Regions from separate parts of the Triticum aestivum genome. Here region 1 is linked to region 2. A link is a contact called in public Hi-C data. All regions are on one chromosome and are shown on one strand. Each heading gives the region's core, a stretch centred on a gene start, on an enhancer-like site or on the middle of the called end of the contact. The rest is flanking DNA. Distances are from core to core; before and after follow the strand shown.

Region 1 (3,362 bases), core at 655-3,154, 200 kb after region 2:
AGTGCAGATATGGTGGATCTAGGAGTACCAGGTCAGATTATTCAAAGGCGTACATGCATATATTAATACGATCAACGGCAGCGGCCGGCACCGACTCAAGGACCGATCTCCACGGTGAGCTCTGAGCATGCAGCAGCGGATCCATGGCCTTAACTGCGGGACACCCTGTGATTGCCAGCTTCGATCGGCAGGATAAGAGTACTACTGGTACATGCATGCAAGTATGCAACCATGGCGGCAAAGGGCAAAAAAGTAAAGCGAGGTACAAAGCGAAAAAGGCCATGGGTGTTTCCCAGGTTATGCATTGCATGCAATGCGTATGGCATGGCTGCCGCTTTGCTGGCTTTCCTTTTGAGTGCTGAAGCCACCGCTTTTGAGGGCGCAACCAAACGTCAATAAAGCAAAGATTCCGAGATGCTCTCACGATTCAGAGCTAGTAAGAACTATAGAATTTTTTTTTAACACAGTAGACGCAAGCGCTCATATAAACGCGCATACAGTCACCCTATGAACGCACACACGCACACTCTACCCCTATGAGCACCTCCCAGAGACTGAGCCGGCATATCATTTTGAGATTTTACGAAGTCATCATGGGCGCCTCGTAGTCGACGGGAACGTCTCCTCCCACTGAAAGCGTATCGCCGGAAATCCTGAAATAAATCCAGGATAAATGCGAGCACCAGGATTTGAATCCTGGTGGGCTGGGGATACCACTGCCCACCTAATCATCCCAACAACAGGTTGGTTCGTGTAAGAACTATAGATCGAAGGCCGTGGCATGCATGCACTCCCATAGTGCAAAATGCACGAAATCTTGCTACTCCGTAGTGGAGTGAGAATTTTCTTGCTAAGAAAAGGAAGCAGAGACCAGTTTTTGGTTTTGCAGCACATGTCTACTTTTTCTCAACTAGTCAATGTGTACGTGCAATGCACGTTGATTTGGAAGTATATTAAGTGCATGTGGATATTAAGTAGGATATTATTTGCGTGTTATTATGTGATTAGCACTATATTTGGCATGAAATTAACTGCACGCTAAACGTGTTGAGCGCTTGATATTGAAGCAGTCTAGGTCGTTGGATTGACATGATTTGATGACCGAGATTAATTGGATCTGCCCCTTTGGGTCTTTTTATATTGTATAGATACACAATGCACATTTTTGGAGCACACGTGAAATATTTGTCTGACAAGCGTTGGACTTTGTTCAAATACATGATGTACTTTTTTAAAATACATGTTTTGAACAAGTTTTGAATACATGGTAAAATATTCCAAATACATGTTGTACATTTTTAATGGAAATAAATATTTTATAAACTATGCTACAATTTTTTTACATTGCATAAACATTTTTTAAATATTCGTACACAATTTTGGACACACATGATTATTTCTATAAAATTACACATATCCTTTTAATGGAAAGAAACATTTTTTTAGCCTAAGTGAATATTTTTTACATTCTGTATAACTTTTTTGAAATGAAACAGATTTTTTTTGGAATGCGGAAATATTTCCATAAAATGTCATGCAAATTTTTTAATAGTACCAAAATATTTATGTGACGCAAACTTGTTTACATTTCATACTCATTTAAAAAAATTAATACATATTATAGACACATGGAACATTATTTCATTGTCACAAACATTTTTTAAGTTATCAACACTTTTTTAAACTACGCTAACCAATTTTTCATACGATGCTAATATTGTTTTCAAATTAGTGGTTTTAAGTTTTTTAAGAAATACTGATGATGCACATTAAAAATATAAATAAACTTAAAAGAGATAAAAAAAGATAATTGAGTGACGTTAGCATAACGATCCACGTCCTACTGGGCCAGCCCAACACTGGCACCCAGTAGGCCAGGCAGCCGTCTAACTCACAGCCAACACGCGCCGTCTATATCTCGCATTAAGCGAGGGGAAACCCTCACGTCAAGCGCTACAATGTCGGGTCGGTCCGTTACGAGCGTGCAGTCTTAAAAAAGATAGAAGAAAATGAGGGAACCCGGGGATCAATCCCTGGTCTCCAGGGTGTTACGCTCTTACCCACTCAGCTCACTCGACTTCATGTTAAAGTAGCTGGGCGCGCCCAACTGGTTTTCTAGTTTTTTTTCTCTTTCTCCATTTTCTTATGTGTTATTCCGTTTTTCTTCCTTTTTGGCTTTTTTGTTCTTTTTCTTTTTCCTTCTCCATTTTTTCCATTTCTTTCTTTAGTTTTAAATGCCTTTTCATTTTCTTTTGTTTTTTCTTTTTTGGTTTTTGTTTTGTTTTCACTTTTTATTCTTTCTACATTTGTTTTTTCGTTTTTTATTTTTAGTTCACGTTTTTCTTTATTAGTTCCATTTCTTGGTTTTCCTTGTGTCTTTTGTTTTTATTCAACATTTTTTGTATATTCAAAAACATTTTTCAAATACACGTTTAACATTTTTTAATGTTGGTTTAACCTTTTTAATACATTGTCAACATTGTTACTATAGACAACGTGACATTTTTCAAATGATTGATCAAGATTTTTGAAATACAAGGATTAACATATTTGATATGCTCATTTACATTTTTTTCAAATGCTTGTTAAATATTTTCGAAATGAAATATATAAAAAATTGAACACTTGGTCAACATTTTTGCTATACACATTTAACATTTTCTAAATGCTTTGTTCAACCTTTTTTCAAATTCTTTTTGAACATATTTTATATACATTATGAAAATGTTTCATCATTTTTTTAGTACATGGTCAACATATTTCTATACAAATTGAACATTTTTCAAATGCGTGACCAACATTTTTCAAATGTGTGATCAACATTTCCCTATACCTCTCTCTTTCAGCCCAGGCACGTGTTTGAAGTTTTATAATCTTCTGCATGGCCCTTGGAGTGTATCACTTCGAGATTCAGCAGAAAAATGGTTCCAGAGATTCGTAGAAATAGGATTTTTTTTCCTTTGTTTACTATTTAACGTTCTTTTAGGGAGTGTTTCTCTTGAGAGTCGCCATATCGGCGATCATCATCCACTTGCTATGGAGACTACGCAAGCGACAAGTAAACTCAGACTCGTAATATTTCAGCCTCCATAATTCAAACACGTTTATTCCCTCCAAATTTAAATGTTTACTACAGCAAGTAAACATGCACAGTTTTTGACCAGTTGCATGAACAAAAGCATTTCATTTGTGACATGTACAAATCACATGTTTCTTCCATTTGCATCGTCCCATCTTTCAAGTTTTCTTAAGTGAATGCTCAAATCTCGCTGATGTGCCCAAAACTCTCTGTCACTTAATCCAGATTGTTCAGATTCAACATGGTAAACCTATTATGCTCGAATGTGCATTCATTGTGGTGA
Region 2 (3,263 bases), core at 77-2,576:
CCTTGCTGAAAACTACTTGTCAATTTCTTCTGCTCCTCGTTGGGTTCGACACTCTTACTTATAAAAATGCTACAACTGATCCCTTATACTTGTGGGTCATCAATACAATAGTCTTGGAAGTTGTATAGCAAACCTGCTTTTGTCTTAATGTATTTGAAGCTTTTATAAGCAATATGCAATCCGACAAAGCAATCTTTGGAAAAAACATACCACTTTTTAAGCCCGACTGCTGGTCATAGTCTCTGACATAGGGTGATCTCTTGTAAGCTCATGAATAAGCCAGAAGTGTGACTAATATGCTTCGCCCTCGCGGTCAGCCTTCAGCAACCTAGTATTGGTGAAACTTCTTTATGCCGAACTGACAATTTAAGGAATAGTCCATTGTTCAGCTGTGAAGGAGTGTAACCTTAATTGTTCTCCACTGAAAATACCGATATATCAAAACAGTCTTTTGAACGGAGCACGATACAATGGGCCGTCGAGATCTGGTAGGAGATTTTTGAAATACATGATGGGCTCTAGGCCCATATAACAATTTCAGAAAATCTCAAGGGGCCAATGTAGGTGCCATGACAAGGTTGTGGTAAGTTTAGTACTACCTCATTTGTGCATGTGAGTGGAGACCCTTTTATAAGGGTTTCTCTTCCACATGCTATTAGAGCTTGCTGCTGCGAAGAAGGCCGTCGCCGCCGAGGCTTCGACGTGGCCGACTGGAGGGTATAACTGGTTTATCCCGCCAACATTTATTTCTGCGTTAGTTGTACTAGCTATTTAAGTAGATGTTTCTGCTATATGTTTAGTACGTGCTTACGTGAACAAATATCAATATGTGTTTAATGCTGTCAATGGGTGATGATTTGTGTGTATGTCCTTTTTCTCATTAACCGATCATCCACTTCATCATTATACATAAGAAGATTGGTTTTACACGAAAACTAACCTTTATTTGTAAGAAATGAAGGCTACATATAATAGTAGAATGTTTGTATTTTTTTTTTTTGACACATAGTAGATTGTTTGTATATATGCTTTAGCAATGAACCAAAACTCATCCTTATTAAGCGGCCTGGGTTCCCACATTAGGGATATATTGAAAGCTATGCCCATTTTTCGTGGGTTCGGGGAAATTAGATGGCAAAGCCGCACTTTTGGGGACAAATAAAGACATTTTAATGTGAGATTTCACACGGAAGAAAAGGATATGATCCTCCAAAAATTCCCGAGATTTCAATTCAAACTTGCGTACTTAACTAGATTGTCTCTTTTTGAAAGGTGTGATGGCCATCGACGTCCGCGTGTCCTCTCTCGATATAAACCCCTCGACCCACACGACGTCCGCAGCACAGTCAGGCGGACACAGAGCGCGAGCGCAGCGCGAGTGACATCACAAAACAGAGAGCTCTGCTCAGCTCAGCGAGAAGCGCTTGCTTGCCCAAGATGATGCTCGCGTACATGGACCGCGCCGCCGCCGGCGCCGCCACGGAGCGGGACGCGCTCGAGCTGACCGTGGTGGCCGCCGACGCGGCGGAGTGCGCGGCGGCGAGGGACTTCGGCGGCCTCGTGAGCGCCCGCCCCGCGGCCGTCGTCCGGCCGGCGAGCGCGGACGACGTGGCCAGCGCCATCCGCGCGGCCGCGCGCACCACGCTCCTCACCGTGGCCGCCCGCGGCAACGGCCACTCGGTCGCCGGGCAGGCCATGTCCGAGGGCGGGCTTGTCCTCGACATGCGCGCGGGCGCGGCCTCCCGGCGCCAGCAGATGAAGCTCGTCTCGTCCGGCGGTGGGGCGGCCTTCGCCGACGTCCCCGGCGGCGCGCTCTGGGAGGAGGTCCTCCACTGGGCCGTCTCGAACCACGGCCTCGCCCCCGCCTCCTGGACGGACTACCTCCGGCTCACCGTCGGCGGCACGCTCTCCAACGGCGGCGTGAGCGGGCAGTCCTTCCGCTACGGCCCGCAGGTGTCCAACGTGGCGGAGCTCGAGGTGGTGACCGGGGAAGGCGAGTGCCGCGTCTGCTCCCCCTCCGCCCACCCCGACCTCTTCTTCGCCGTCCTCGGCGGCCTCGGCCAGTTCGGCGTCATCACCCGCGCCCGCATCCCGCTCTCCCCGGCGCCACAAACGGTACTCCTACGACTCCTCATCCCCGTCCTCATCGTCGAACGATGGACGCTGACCGGCCGGCCTGCGCGTGCTCTTGACTGACTGCAGGTGAAGTGGGCGCGCGTGGTGTACGCGAGCTTCGCGGAGTACGCGGCGGACGCGGAGTGGCTGGTGACGCGGCCGGCCGAGTCGGCGTTCGACTACGTGGAGGGCTTCGCGTTCGTGCGCAGCGACGACCCGGTGAATGGCTGGCCGTCGGTGCCCATCCCCGCCGGCGCGCGCTTCGACCCGTCGCTGCTCCCCGCCGGCGAGCCCGGCCCGCTGCTCTACTGCCTGGAGGTGGCCCTGTACCAGCACCACCACCAGCAGCCCGACGCCGTGGACGAGGTAGGCCGCGCTGTACTTCCCTTCCCCGCGGGATGTCGTCGTCTATCTCCCGCTGGATTCTTGACCCCTATCCGCCCCCCGCGCTCGCCGCCAAACTCGCCGGTCCCCACCCACCCACGGCCACGCCCACCGGTCGCGCCAGCAATCCAGCAATCCAGTGCCGCTGCCGCGCACGGCCGATCTCGCGTGCGTGCAATGCGGGCCGAGCCCACCCCACCTCACCTCACCTCACTCACGTCTCCTTTGTCCCCATGGAACAGCTCAGCCATCCATCTATCTACACCAGCAGGCAGCAGCACGCACTAGGCCGGCATGTGACGACGTGACACGATCGTCGTCGTTACTCGTTACTGCTCTGCTGCCAGACCCGTTGATATTGATTCGCCTGCCCGTGCTCATGTATGTTTGTTCCGCTTGTGTGCAGAGGATGGGGGAGATGATGCGGCGGCTCAAGTACGTGCGGGGCCTGGAGTACGCGGCGGACGTCGGGTACGTGGAGTTCCTGTCGCGCGTGAACCGGGTGGAGGAGGAGGCGCGCCGGAGCGGCAGCTGGGCCGCGCCGCACCCGTGGCTCAACCTCTTCGTCTCCGCGCGCGACATCGCCGACTTCGACCGCGCCGTGCTCAAAGGCATGCTCGCCGACGGCGTCGACGGGCCCATGCTCATCTACCCCATGCTCAAGAGCAAGTGAGTATTCCACTTATACACTCCAACTCATGACGCACCACCTCTCCTCTTCTTGGATTGCTTCCGTGCGCCGCTCGGTGGCATGGCAGAGTTGC

Evidence for each region. A called contact is a pair of places that touch in the nucleus more often than the background predicts.
Region 1: a contact with region 2 is called in a Hi-C map of leaf, with 3 times the contacts expected there. The contact joins the enhancer-like site here to the promoter of LOC123165939 in region 2. A contact is called at or near these places in 2 of 5 Hi-C or Micro-C datasets (leaf and an unstated tissue).

Annotation. Positions count from the first base shown.
Region 1 is chr7D:622,734,082-622,737,443 of IWGSC CS RefSeq v2.1, forward strand. No RefSeq gene overlaps it. Among protein-coding and RNA genes, the nearest start is that of LOC123168017, 12 kb to the right of the region's middle. Within about 2 kb of position 1,905, at least 5 of the 8 cell types and tissues checked have an H3K27ac peak or open chromatin away from gene starts, as enhancers often do. A contact at or near this core is called in leaf, where this site is marked.
Region 2 is chr7D:622,532,999-622,536,261 of IWGSC CS RefSeq v2.1, forward strand. It overlaps LOC123165939 (cytokinin dehydrogenase 11), which reads left to right and starts at 1,327. Exons shown (of 4, transcript XM_044583701.1): 1 at 1,327-2,115; 2 at 2,203-2,481; 3 at 2,906-3,168. The coding sequence starts at 1,438.